2 separate regions of the Rattus norvegicus genome follow, and region 2 is linked to region 1. The links are chromatin contacts, called in public Hi-C maps. All regions are on one chromosome and are shown on one strand. Each heading gives the region's core, a stretch centred on a gene start, on an enhancer-like site or on the middle of the called end of the contact. The rest is flanking DNA. Distances are from core to core; before and after follow the strand shown. Region 1 overlaps Marchf6 (membrane associated ring-CH-type finger 6). Region 2 overlaps Cmbl (carboxymethylenebutenolidase homolog).

Region 1 (6,576 bases), core at 2,900-5,399:
AGGTGCAATGTACTTGGATCCCAGCATGAAAAACTGTGCTTCCATTTTTTAATAATTTGCCAATACAGTCCTGTTTGATATAATAGTCACAATAGAATCAATAGGCACAAGTATTATAATTAAAATTTTAGACATCTGAAAAATATTTCTTCTAGCCTTACAAAAAGACGGACTCAAAAGGTAGTTTCCTGGGGCTGGGAAGAAGCACACAAGCATGAAGATCAGAGTGAGGATCTCCAGCATCCATGCAAGGCTGGCAGGCATGGAAGCCATGGCCTGCCTCAATTCCAGTGCCCAAAAGGTGGGGACAGCAGATCCCAGGGCCACACTTGCTGAGGTGAGGAGTTGTGAATTCATATGAGATTCCATAATGTATGTTAGAAGGCAGTGAAATCAAAGACACCCCAGCATGGCATGGTGACATATGCCTTTAATCCCAGCACTCACCAAAGGCAGAAGCAGGTGGATCTCTGAGTTTGAGCCCGACCTGTTCTACAGAGTGAGTTCCAGGACAGCCCCGGACTGTCACACAAGGTTCAAAAAAGGACCCCCATTCCACCTCTGGCACATACACATATATGCAACATATGTGCCCCTTCACGCACACACATACATATGCACCCAGACAGCCAAACACACATGCACATACATTTTTAAAAGTTGGTTTCAGGGGTTGGGGATTTAGCTCAGTGGTAGGCCCTGGGTTCGGTCCCCAGCTCCGAAAAAAAGAATAGAAAAAAAAAAAAAAGTTGGTTTCATATAGGAAAAAAACACGCTCTAAGACTTCTCTTTACTACTAAATTTTTTTTTTTTATTAACTTGAGTATTTCTTATATACATTTCGAGTGGTATTCCCTTTCCCGGTTTCCGGGCAAACATCCCCCTCCCCCCTCCCCTTCCTTATGGGTGTTCCCCTCCCCACCCTACTACTAAAAATTTAATATCCCAGTTTTAACTCAGAAGGAAGATCAAACTGAATACGCTAGATCTGAGGAAGTCAAGACATCATTGTTTCTGCAGGGAAATAATGACTCATAAAAGGAATGTTTTAGTGACACATACTGAAAATGAATAGATAAAGTTAAAACTGACAGTATTTCTTTTTAAAAGGATAGACAGAATACAGTAAACATGAGCGTACAGACAAAATGAGATAGGCCATGAGTTAAAAACCAAATGCACTCACAAGCACTCACTAGACACCTCTGTAGATGTTCAAGCTTGTCTGCGACTAAGCAAAAACAAAAAGAAAACAAAACCTATATAAAAAAAAAAAAAGCCTATAAAGCATAATATTTCTTAAAATAGCCTTCTAAGCGGAACGGGTTATTTCTATTACTATCAAAGACAATGAAGTTGAAAATTATTGCTTTCAAACTCTTTAAACACCTTTTGTTGCCAGAAATAAAGAGAAAACTGTAGTGAAAATTTCAAACAAACTTACTTGGTGTGAAAGCAAATCTGTGCTTGCATAATTCACAGTATTCTTTCCGACTATGTTTCAACCACTGAACTAGGCTGCAATTACAAATATATTCATAAATACAGTGTTTAAAACATAGCAACATCAGTTTCATTGAAAACTCATGTTATTAAGTTTTTTGTATTACGGAACTTTTGTAGTTTTCAAGATTTCAAATATGGCATATTTTAACTTTTTATATGTCCTGTCTAAGAGTATAAAACTTAAAAACAGATAAATACAAAACCAGTATGTGTTGTAGTAATAAAAAGATTTAATTAACCTAAATTCTAATCTCTTCCGAGCTAACTGAATACTGAATAATACTAAATAACCCAGGGGTCAAGATGAGCTTTGATCTTGGCCTCACAGTGCTCACAGCCAGCTAGTGAGCAGGTCTGAATTCCCTCCCGCCCTGCCCAAGCAAGCATGCGCCTTAGACAGGCCCTTCCTTTTCTCTATGCTCTGCTCCTTCAGCCACATAATGACGTTGGGACTTTTCTTGCAAAGAGTGAGTTCGGATGTATAAAGCGGGGATTGGTGAGATGGCTCAACAGTTAAGGTCACTGGCTACTCTTCCAAAGGTCCTGAGTTCAACTCCCAGCTACCACATGGTAGCTCACAACCTCTGTAATGGGATCTGATGCCCTCTTCTGTCAAATTCCATCATCTGTCCCACAGGCATACAAGCAAATAGAGTGCTCGTATATATAAAATACACAAGTAAATACATTTTAAAAAAATAGACATGTATAGCATCAAAGACAGTTCTTGTCAGAGTACTTAATTAATATAAGCTATTATGCCACTCAAAACCAGGAAAGCATAATTATTCCCATGAACAAAACAAGTTCCCATGCTAGAAATAAACAAGAGACTATCATTAGCATATCCACAATATACCAAAATAACATGCCAGGTATTAAACTATGAATAATTTCTTTTGAAACTTTAAACGTATATAACAAAAGTTTTCAAAAATAGTGATATAGGGCAAGTTCACGGAAATGATTGTTCTTATTATAGAGAACAAAATTGAATTTAAGAATTATACGATTTTCCAAATGACTTACCATTCTTGATGAATAAACTTAATACTGCCAGTACATACACAAGGATGGTAAAGAGGTTTCTCAGGTGTTCCTTCTGACCGACACACTCTACATATATCTGATAACAGAGAAAAAAATGGGATTACCTTTGGGTATGGCTTTTATATAAAACAGACCAACAAAACCAGAATATTTTGTGCTAAAGGTAAAATTCATCGCATTAAATGAAGGAGAGCTGAAAATTATGATAAACCTTATAGTTAAGGATGCATCTGAACCCTTGGCAGGGAATAGGGAGGCAAAGTTTAAAACAGAGGCAGAAGGAACACCCATTCAGAACCTGTCCCACATGTGGCCCATACATATACAAGCCACCCAATTAGATAAGATGGATGAAGCAAAGAAGTGCAGGCCGACAGGAACTGGATGTAGATCTCTCCTGAGAGACACAGCCAGAATACAGCAAATACAGAGGCGAATGCCAGCAGCAAACCACTGAACTGAGAACGGGATCCCCGTTGAAGGAATCAGAGAAAGGACTGGAAGAGCTTGAAGGGGCTCAAGACCCCATATGAACAACAATGCCAACCAACTGGAGCTTCCAGGGACTAAGCAACTACCCAAAGACTATACATGGACTGACCCTGGGCTCCAACCTCATAAGTAGCAATGAATAGCCTAGTAAGAGCACCAGTGGAAGGGGAAGCCCTTGGTCCTGCCAAGACTGAACTCCCAGTGAACGTGTTTGTTGGGGGGGAGGGCGGTAGTGGGGGGGAATGTTGGCCCGGAAACCGGGAAAGGGAATAACAATGGATATGTAAGTAAGAAATACTCAAGTTAATAAAGATAACCAAAAAAAAAAAAAAGAAAGAAAAATGTAGAAAAAAAAAAAAGGATGCATCTGAATTTACGTATATTCCTTCAAAATGGATTAAAACAAGTTGTTCCTTAGAAAGGTCTGTAAATTAAATTGAAAATTAAAAAACACATTTAATTTATCCACATTTGCATTTTCCTGTAACAATCAAATAAGTAGAAGAATCATAGCCACAAATAATAGTGTCCAAACGGTGTAACTTTTAAAGTCTAAATTCAGTTCTAAGGGTTTAAGCAACACAAAAACATCTGAGGGAAGGAAAAATGAGAACAAAATATGACATAAATGAAAATGCCAGAATGAAGCTCACTGCTTTGTATGCCAACCTAAAATGTATTTTTCTAAATAAGATTATCTCTAAAAATGTTCAGGGATCTAGAGAGATGCTTCAGGGGACTGGATGCTATACCAAAGGACTTAGATTTGATTCCTAGCACCCATTTGGTGGCTTACAAATGCCTGTAACTCTAATTTCAGGGGACCAGATGCCCTCTTCTGGCCCCCATGGGCAGGGCACATGCAGGCAAAATACCCATTGAGATAAAAAAGAAATATAATTTTAAAGATAATATTTTTTAAAATCCTATCTGAGGACATAAGATGGAAACAGTAGAAGAAACCACAGTAGATTCCCCTTCCAAGCATGTACGTCCACACACACTTAGGATTTGGGGACAGCACCTCAGGACCTTGCAGACTCCTACCAGATGAGGAACAGGAAGCTTCTTTAAGCAGAAGCTACAGAAGCCCAGGGCTGAGGAGTCAGCAACTATGGAACGCACTCCCTGACCCAGCACCAAAGGGCTCTAGGCACACACATCCTCTGCCCTCCCATCTGCTGTGGCCAGCAAGCAACACAGAAGAAAACCTCAAGAGATCTTTTGTGCTCTCTTGTTCATTTCTCCTAACATTCTCCTGTTCAGTGCCTCATTCTGAAATTTGACTATTGCTATTACTTAAGACTATTTTCTCGGCTGACCCTCACAGCCAAGTGACAAATAATCCCAGGGCAACAGTCAATGTGCAAAAGGGACAAAGGCATAATGTTTGTTTCGGACTTGCTCTCTTACAGGAAATTCCACACTCAATGGAAAAAATGGCAACCCTGATGATTCGGGCTTCACTAATGAACTGAGAAAGGGCCCGTGGTATCCCCTGGATTAAAGCACACAAGTTGAGGACTATGCTGCACCATCCCAAACACTTGGTATCATCACAGACTTTCCGGTTGCTCTTTCTTGAGCGACAGAATGCCATTTATCCAAGCTGAGGGACACTGAATCATCAGGAAAACCTAATTGGTTAGTACACTACTCTCCCTGGTTACCAAGCAACCATATAAGTCTCTTTACCTAAATGGAAAAGTCACATTCCCCTGCCCACAAAAGAGCTATCTCAGAGCTCAGTCTCTGTGGTAGAGTTCACTGAGGTTCCACTCACCGCCCCCTTTCCTGCTTGGAGTTAGTGATATGTATGCCCCTGCCCTCCTCTGATAGCAGTTTAGCATGCCCCTCTCTGTGAAGTGAATGAAGATTCCCCATCACTTGGATTCCAGGTTAGTCACTGCCACAGTAGACAGTGCAACCAACACATAAAGGTGACAAACGCAATGGTGCTTGCAGCTGATCCATGTTATCTTCAAGTACCAGAGCCTCTAGCACCATGGATGCAGATAAGTATCGTGGATAAATTACTAGTTACCCAGGCAGGAGATAAATGCTGCCCAATGTCACCACCATACTGAGTACTGACACAATTATTCATTACTGTAGATCAGCAAAGTAGACAGGATGATGTTAATAGAGATGGAACAGCCCTGGGTATGGTAACCTGTATCAACAGCCTCCTTTGAGAATGCTCTATCAGAAAATGATTCAAAGAAAGACAGCAGTAACACAGGCTCACACAAATGGGGTTGTCACATTATTCACCCTCCAGGGAGGGACATAGTAACTGGTCAGCTACTAAGTATGAATTGAGAAAGGGCAAACAAAAATGGAACTTACTAGTACACTGTAGTCAGCAAGATACAAGTACAAGGATGAATGAGAAAACACATAGGCATAGCTGACTGGTCCAAGGCAACTCAGCTCTGTGTGAGCTGAGAAAGCAGCACTGGGACCAAGGCAATGGCAAACTCCATGGGTGTTAATCTGTATAGAAAGGAGCCTGTGAACAAGGGAGGACTGAGGTAGGGAAATCTTAGGGGGTCCAATACACACTTGGAGAGGACACTGATGTTTTTCAGAAGGCCTCCATTCAACTCAGAGACAAACCAACGAACACAGTGTCATGCACAGACAAACCAACTTAAACTCAATCCCCAAAGCTCTTAACATAACACTAATGTGTAGCAGAGACCTGGATCCTTAGAGTTTGTAGAGTCCCTTCCTTATTCAAAGACTGAAAGGTCAGAACTGCATTCTAACAATCCTGAGTAGTCTCTCTTCACTCACTGATGAGCCAGTTTACAGAGGTTTCTTTCTAGTCTTTCTTTCCTTTTCTTTTAAGATAGGATCCCATTATGTAGCCCACGTTAACCTTGAACTCAGTGCTCTCCTGTGACAGTCTCCAAATGCTCCAATTTATCACCACATCCAACTTACAGTAGCATCTACAGATAGCACATGATACAACATATTGGATGCTGCCACATATTAAAAAATAAAGAGCTGTTGTTCTATTAGCTAGACATTAAACACAATTGTAAATATAAACTAGGCTTGGTGCCACACTCCTTTACTCTAGCACTTGGGAAGCAAAGGTTGGTAGATCTCTGCACTCAAGGACAACCACAATCTACATAACAAGTTCCAAAACAGTCAGTCAGACTCAGACTCAGACACAGACAGACACAGACACAGACACAGACACACACACACACACACACACACACACACACACACACACACACACACATTCTCTCTCTCTCTCTCTCTCTCTCTCTCTCTCTCTCTCTCTCTCTCAACCAAATTGGAGGATTTAGGATTTAGAAGATACAGTTTCTTTGCGTGGGTTTTGTAATTGTTTTGGTTTTTCAGGTCAGGGTTTCTCTTTGTAGCCTGACTGTTCTGGTACTCACTTTGTAAGTGAGGATGGCCTCCGACTCAAGAGACTTGCTTGCCTCTGCCTCCCAAGTCCTGGGATTAAAGGCTTGCACCACCAACACCCAGCTCAAAAGATAC
Region 2 (7,088 bases), core at 3,282-5,781, 73 kb after region 1:
TATATGTGAACCTAGTTTAGAATTCTTCCAGGAGTCAGAATTTAATGTCGTTAGTTTCTTTTGTTGTTCACCTCTTTGAAGGATGTTTTAGGTGTGAATGTACATGTGCTTCCAAAGTAACTTCACAGAACCGATCGTGGTTCTGAAAGCAGTGCGAACAGGAGGTGGTGCCTGGGGAAGGGGGGGGGGGGATGCTCACAAGGGCCAGCTCATCTTAGCATCTTATGAGAACTGTCTCTCTGCTCCTACCACATGAGGGGACAGGGAGGAGGTGACATCTGTGGGTTAGAAAGAGTTCCTGCTACAGACAGCAGTTAGTGGCTCTGCCACTCTCTGGGCCTCTCTGTCCGCCATTTTGGACAGTGTTCTGTGGTTGCTTTTGAGCTGTTGTCTTGCTACAGCAGTGTAAGTGGGCTCACAGGTCTGCTTCTTCTTGAGGCTGAGCTCCCTTTTACCCTGTCCTCCTGAATATACACAGTGTAGATGGAGAGCTCTCTGCCATCCATTCTGCAGAGACTCACTGGCCTTTAAATGTACGGTCTCCCTGGTAACTGACTTGCAAAGCATTTGAGCGTTTATTAGTTAGCTTTGAGACTGGGTCTCTCTCACAGTCCAAGCTGTCCTCAGATTTTCTAGGTAACTGAAGGTAACCTTAAACTTCTCATCTTCCCGCCTCTATCTCACACCCAAATGCTGGCCAGGGCCTGGCTTTTTTCAGGCTCTCTGTGTCTTACTCAAGACTCACACAGTTTCCAAGTGTCAAGGGAATGCTGTTTAAACAACACAAAGCAGCAGAATGGGTCAGATCCACCACCAAGCATGACAGTGGGGCATAAGGCTGAAAAGGGACCTCAGAGTTCTGATTACGGCTTGGGCCTTCTGTTTGTGGAGTTCGAGAAGGGGGGGGGGTTGGTTAATAGGGGGATGGTTTGGGTGGTTTTCATTTTGTGTTTTGTTTTGGAAACAGAGTCTTATCGCATTGCACTTGCTGTTTCTAGAACCTTGTAGATCAGGCTGGCCTCGAACTTGCAGAGATCTGCCTACCCTGCCTCCCAAGTGATAAGATTGTGCAACCGTGTTTTGTTTTTGTTTGTTTTGTTGTAGTTTCTCTATTAAGCTGTATAATCTTTTCTTTACTGTGCAAGTCCCTCCCCATAATGCTCCCGATTTAATTACATGTATGCTCAATCATGAATAGGCACAAGAGGTCAGAGAGAAGATTCTCTCTAAGTTCATTTAGAGGATACAGTTTTCCTTACTGCAAACGTTCCCCCCGCCCAAACCAGTTGAAACCAGGTCATCCCCTCCTACTGTAACACAACTGGAGCATGATTGACTAGACTCGAAGTTTGATGATTGTTAAGGAGAGGGGAAACATATTCCATTGTTCTGAGGAGTTGCATATATAGTTTGATGCCAAGGGAGTCCTAGGTGTTAACAGGTTGCTATGGGCATTGTTCAGAGAGGGTATGCATGCATAGTATCTACAGGTAAGGTTTCTAGGCTGCTAGGTATGTCATTAGAAGAGAGTGTGGGATTGGAGAGATGGTTCAGTGGTTAAGAGCACTGGCTGCTCTTCCAGAGGTCCTGAGTTCAATTCCCAGCAACCACATGGCTCACAACATCTGTAATGGGATCAGATACCCTCTTCTTGTGTGTACTATTGTATTATTATTATACATAATAAGATAAATAAAAATCTTTTTAAAGAGAGAGAGAGAGAGAGAGAGAGGTATATGCAGAGCTCAACCCAAGTGGAGTCCTAAGTTGCTAAACTATTCCCTATGCTTGCCTGACTTCATTGGTTTTACAGGTGTGCACCGCCACACCTGGTTTATGAAGTGCTAGGGATCTAATTCCAGGCTTCAGGCATACGAGGTGAGTGCTCTAGCAACAGAGCTACATTTCCAGTTTGACTGACCTTAGCCACCACACTACTGAGTTTATTTATAGTTTATTTAGCACAGATTATGAACCACTTAGATATGAACCACTCAGCATGTGATGAATATTTCATTCCCTCTGTAGCCTGACGTCAAGACCCCAATGGCTAACGAAGCTAACCCTTGCCCATGTGACATTGGTCACAGGCTAGACTATGGTGGCATGGGCCAGGAAGTTCAGGTTGAGCACATCAAGGCATATGTCACCCGGTCCCCTGTGGATGCAGGCAAAGCTGTGATTGTTGTCCAGGATATATTTGGCTGGCAGCTGTCCAACACCAGGTATATGGCTGACATGATTGCTGGAAATGGATACACGTACGTATGAAGTTCTATTCTTTGTTTAAGTTTATGTGAATTTCTGTGGTCTGTTTTGTTCACTTCAGAAAGAAAAAAAAACAACAACAACAACAAAAAAACCCAAAACCCAAAGTGGCTTGAGTTATATTCTTATTTATATAATCTATCATAGCCTTGGTGATCAGTGATGGGAAGTGGGAACTGTCCTTTGAGATTTAACTCTAACCTTGTAGAGCCAACTCTTCCCAACAGAATCCCAGGACATCAAGTCCCCAGGGTACCCAGCCCTGCAGACATGCTGAACCGAGGGTCCTCTCCCCGTGAAGGGCTCCATCCAGGCACAGGGCAGCACCCCTATGCACACTCACCTGTGGACCTTGAGGAATCCCAGCCTCGGGGTGATTTTCACAGGTCTGCTGGGACAGTGACTCAGAACGAAAGAAAGTCAGGTAGAGTAGATGAGTGTCATCGAAACCTGCTGCTGTAGGTGTCACGTGACAGCTGATGACAGTCTTAGCTCTTACGTTGGTGGATACTACTGCTCTGTTAGTGCATTCCAAAGGATTTAGGTGATAGCCAGGAGGCGTTAGGTAGGTCAAACGCAGAGTGGTCATGAACAGATTATGAGGGATGAAGACACCCCAAGAGAACTGAGTCCTGGACCTGCAGCATTCCAAACTCTCCACAGTGATGACATCCCACTCAGTTCACTCGCATAGCACTGACTTTTGCATGGGTGAGGCAGCTTATTATTATAGAAACTTGAGTTCCTAGTCCAAAGAAAGCTGGAAGTCTAGGGCAAGCCCATCTTCTTTCCCCCACTGAGATTAGAACCTATCAATGCATGAGAAGACGTCTTTGGGGAAAGTGGGACATTTTCTGGGGAAACCTCTAAGTAAACCTATAATAGCTAACATGGACAGGAACCACACTCTTCCAGCAGCCCTGGGAGGGATGAATATTACTGTCCCCATATTGCAGATTGGGAAGTCAAGGCATGAAGCCAGAGGTTCTCAGTTGCTCTGGGTGAACAGTAAGCGGCTGCTTGAATGGGACAATGCCTGTTGTCGTAGGAGAGTCCTTAGGTACAGGGAGGATATATAGCACAAGCAGAGAACTAACTAGGCCTTCCAAGGCTCTGACCCATTCATGATACTCATTTACTTATCCTCAAGCCATCTGAGCCTAGATGGTCCACACTTCTGTCTGTCTGGTCAAGAATGGGAGCCCAGAGGCTAGAGAGATGGCTCAGTAGTTACAAATACTCCATGACTTGGCAGACAACCCAGGTTTGGTTCAGACAACACACATGGCAGCTCACAACCACATGTAACTAAGTACAGGGGATTTGACCCACCTTCTGGATTCAGCAGGCACCCGGTATGTACGTAGTACACACAATACATGCAGATAAACACTCATAAAAGTAAACACATATTTTAAAAGTGTGAGGGATAAAAGTGGCCAGTTACTTGTCAAGTTCTCTCTACAGTACAAGGTGGTACTAAGACTTCAACTTGGCCTGTCAGACCCAGGCTGTAGTGCTCTGCCTACCTGTACAGCAGAGGGGCTTGTCTTGGGAGGAGAGAGGCAGGATTGCGAATTGGAGTCCATGGTTCTTCTAGAAGCCAACTCAGGATTGAGCTAGGGCCACAGTCTCCCAAGGTAGAGAGTTACCTGCAGCTGTGTTTCAGGGACCAGGCCCTCTGCTACACTGCCCAGTCTCAGATTGCTTGAGGGTATGTAAAGTAACTAGTATTAGTAATGTCCATGATTTCCCAACTCTGAGTTGCCTATGGCTGGGCGATGTATTATTTGATCCTTCATATGACTTGTATGTGTACACAATGATATATATGTGTGTGTCTGACTGAAGGTTCATGCTCACCACTGTGAGCATTTAGAAGTCAGAGGACAGCCTCAGATGTTAGCCTTCACTTTGTTTACTCTTCTCATTGCCTGTTCTAGAACCTGCTGTGGACCTTACTCGTGGGGCAGGAGACTGTCTGGCAGCCTGTGCAGAGTCTGGGGCAGTATGACTCTATCACAGTGACTGGCGATCATTGAGAGTCCTGGGCTGGCTGAGAGGATCAACTAACTCTATCGAGGCAGGAAGGACCTTTGGCAGGACACACCCTTTGCCCATAGGTCCAGTTTTCCTTCCTTCTGCACTGGAATAGCTCTTGAGAAGTATCCCTGCTAATGGCCCTCTCACTTGCTAGAGCAGGGTCACACCAAACTGCTGGAAGCTGTGTACTTGTAGTTGTGGAATCTGAGGCAATCTGGCCCGCAGCAGATGATCTCTGTTGCAATAAAGGGTGGCCTTCGTGGCCAAGGATTTTCCTTCCCTCTGCCTAGAATTGGCAACCCGACGAGGCATTTAATAAACCAGGACATTGAGTCCAGGTGACTCAAAGGTTGATTCATGCCCATATTTTACAGAACTATTGTCCCAGACTTCTTTGTGGGTCAAGAGCCATGGGACCCGGCTGGTGATTGGTCCACCTTCCCTGAGTGGTTGAAATCAAGAAATGCCAGAAAAATCAACCGGTAAGTTTTCAAGAGGCTTGGTTTTATATTTATTGTAGCCCAGGGAAGGGACAGACAAGCTGAGCTTCATTGGATTTCTTCCCTCCCTCCCCTCTCCTCCTCCCCCCTGCATGACTTCACTTGGCTCTAGACAGAGTCCTTCCAACAGCATTATGGGAAAGAGTTTTGGTCCACCACACTATATGGGCTGAGGATAGAGGCTGACATGTATTACTTGCCACACTGCCCTGGTGAGCATACCTGCTCACTTCCCTTAGAAATCATGAACTCAAAGTCCTGCCTGTATCCACCTAGGTGCTTGGTTGCAAGTGATAGATAGAACACCTATCCCAAGTGGATCAGCAGTTAAAAGAGCTATTGGTCTATAGACCCAAAGAAAGTAGTTTGGGGTTCAAGCAGGAATCGATCCTGCTCTCATTTGTTCATCACAGCTTAGCTTCACTTCCTGTATGCTGGCTTCATGCTCAGGAAGGCCCATCGCCTCTCTCTGAGCAACCTGAGAGCATCACCCCCTCCCCCATCCTCATTGATTCTGTAGTCTATCCTGAAAACCCATCATTCTGATGAGGAGACTGCTCTTCTCTGATTGGCCCAATATAAGCCACAGAGATTTAGTTCACTCCAAATTCTACATTCCACCATGAAAGCAGTATCATGAAGATTTTTTTTTGTTGTTGTTTGTTTTAATAGTAACAGAACAAAGGTAGATTCCAAATCAAGACACTTTCCAAATACATTGGTGGACACATTAATTAGGCAGTTATAGCTAGTAGAGAAATCTCAGCTGTAGGACCCAGATGATATCTGGTAGCATTCTTAGCTCTTTGATTGGTGGAGTATGCGGTTTTGTTGAGTTGATATATTCCAAAGGTTTTCTTTCCTCTTATGTACTTATCAGGATGTTAGGTTCAACTTTATCTGCTAGTTACAGGAGTTAGAGTCAATACAGAGGTGGACAAAGAATGCCTCACTAATAGGCTAAAGGTAGCTCAGGATCAGGCTCTAGACCTGCAACTTCCCAAGCTTTTTACAGCCACTGAGTTTTAAGCAGTCAGTCAGCCTTCAAGTCTCAGCTTCTTTCTAGGATTTCTGGTTCTCACCACCAAAGAAATCTCAAACATTGAGTACTATTCACTGAGACATTGCAGTTTCAGCAACCCTGAGGGTCAGCCTTGTCAGCTCTGTCTGTGATGCCTTTTTTTTCTGTTCTAGAGAGGTTGATGCTGTCTTGAGGTATCTGAAACAACAGTGTCATGCCCAGAAGATTGGCATTGTGGGCTTCTGCTGGGGGGGTATTGTGGTGCACCACGTGATGACGACATATCCAGAAGTCAGAGCGGGGGTGTCTGTCTATGGTAAGTGCCTAGCACGTTTTACTCAGGGAAAGCAGGATGGTTGAGTGACAGGCTTCTCCCACGAGCTGCAATACAAAACCCGATGGCGTGAGGTAAACCAGCTTAGCATGGTTTTCAGAATCTAAAAATAGAGCTGGGGAAGATGGCTCTGTCAGTACTGTTCTTGTCTTGCTTGCAAGCATGAGATGCTGAATTTGGTCCCCAGAACTCATATTAAGGGAGACAGGTGTTATTTTTGGCTTTACTGGGCACTTTGCCTAGCCTACTTGATAAGTTCTAGATCCTGTCTCAAAAATCTAGGTGGAAAGGCTCCCCAGGAACACATCCAAGGTTGTCTTCTGACCTCTCATGTATCTATGTGCTTGTGCAACAGCAAATCTGTGCGCGTACACACACACACACACACACACACACACACACACACACACACACACACGAGAAAGCAAACAGTACAAACAGCAACTTTTAACTCTCTTTTAAATTAGCAGATTTTAAAAAATTGTATGGGCATGTTGCCTGCATGCATGTCTATGCCCACGTGTGCCTAGTGGTTAGAGAGGCCAGAAGAGGTGGTCAGATTCCTTCTGTGGTTATGATTTTGAATCACCATGTGGGTGCTGGGAATTGATCTGGGTCTTCTGGAAGAGGCGCCAGTACTCCTACCTCATAAACCATCGCTTTAGCCCCAACATTTACATTTTAGCCAAAAGAAAACTTATTTGAACTATGAGATAAGAACCCTTTATCTGTTGACAGAAAGCACACTGAATGTACAATTTAAAAGCATCCAGATTAAAATATGTCAAGAACAAATATAAGAAAGTTGACTGCTATTTCAAAGTTACACATTCACAAGCTGTTTTTAATCTGGTGCTTGAACTCCTTGAGATGGCATTTCATCTTCTATTAGCACTAAGGAAAAAAATAAAATATTTTCTTT

The links. Hi-C and Micro-C count contacts between places; a contact is called where the count stands out from the background.
Region 2: a contact with region 1 is called in a Hi-C map of liver, with 4 times the contacts expected there. The contact joins two enhancer-like sites. A contact is called at or near these places in 5 of 12 Hi-C or Micro-C datasets (the A7r5 cell line, hepatocytes, kidney and 1 more).

What each region holds. Positions count from the first base shown.
Region 1 is chr2:84,218,807-84,225,382 of GRCr8, forward strand. It overlaps Marchf6 (membrane associated ring-CH-type finger 6), which reads right to left. Exons shown (of 26, transcript NM_001305274.1): 2 at 2,536-2,632; 3 at 1,445-1,518. Among named protein-coding and RNA genes, the nearest start is that of Marchf6, 22 kb to the right of the region's middle. Within about 2 kb of position 4,150, at least 12 of the 93 cell types and tissues checked have an H3K27ac peak or open chromatin away from gene starts, as enhancers often do. A contact at or near this core is called in liver, where this site is marked.
Region 2 is chr2:84,291,395-84,298,482 of GRCr8, forward strand. It overlaps Cmbl (carboxymethylenebutenolidase homolog), which reads left to right. Exons shown (of 6, transcript NM_001008770.3): 2 at 2,029-2,261; 3 at 4,686-4,793; 4 at 6,006-6,148. The coding sequence starts at 2,047. Among named protein-coding and RNA genes, the nearest start is that of Cmbl, 15 kb to the left of the region's middle. Within about 2 kb of position 4,532, at least 9 of the 93 cell types and tissues checked have an H3K27ac peak or open chromatin away from gene starts, as enhancers often do. A contact at or near this core is called in liver, where this site is marked.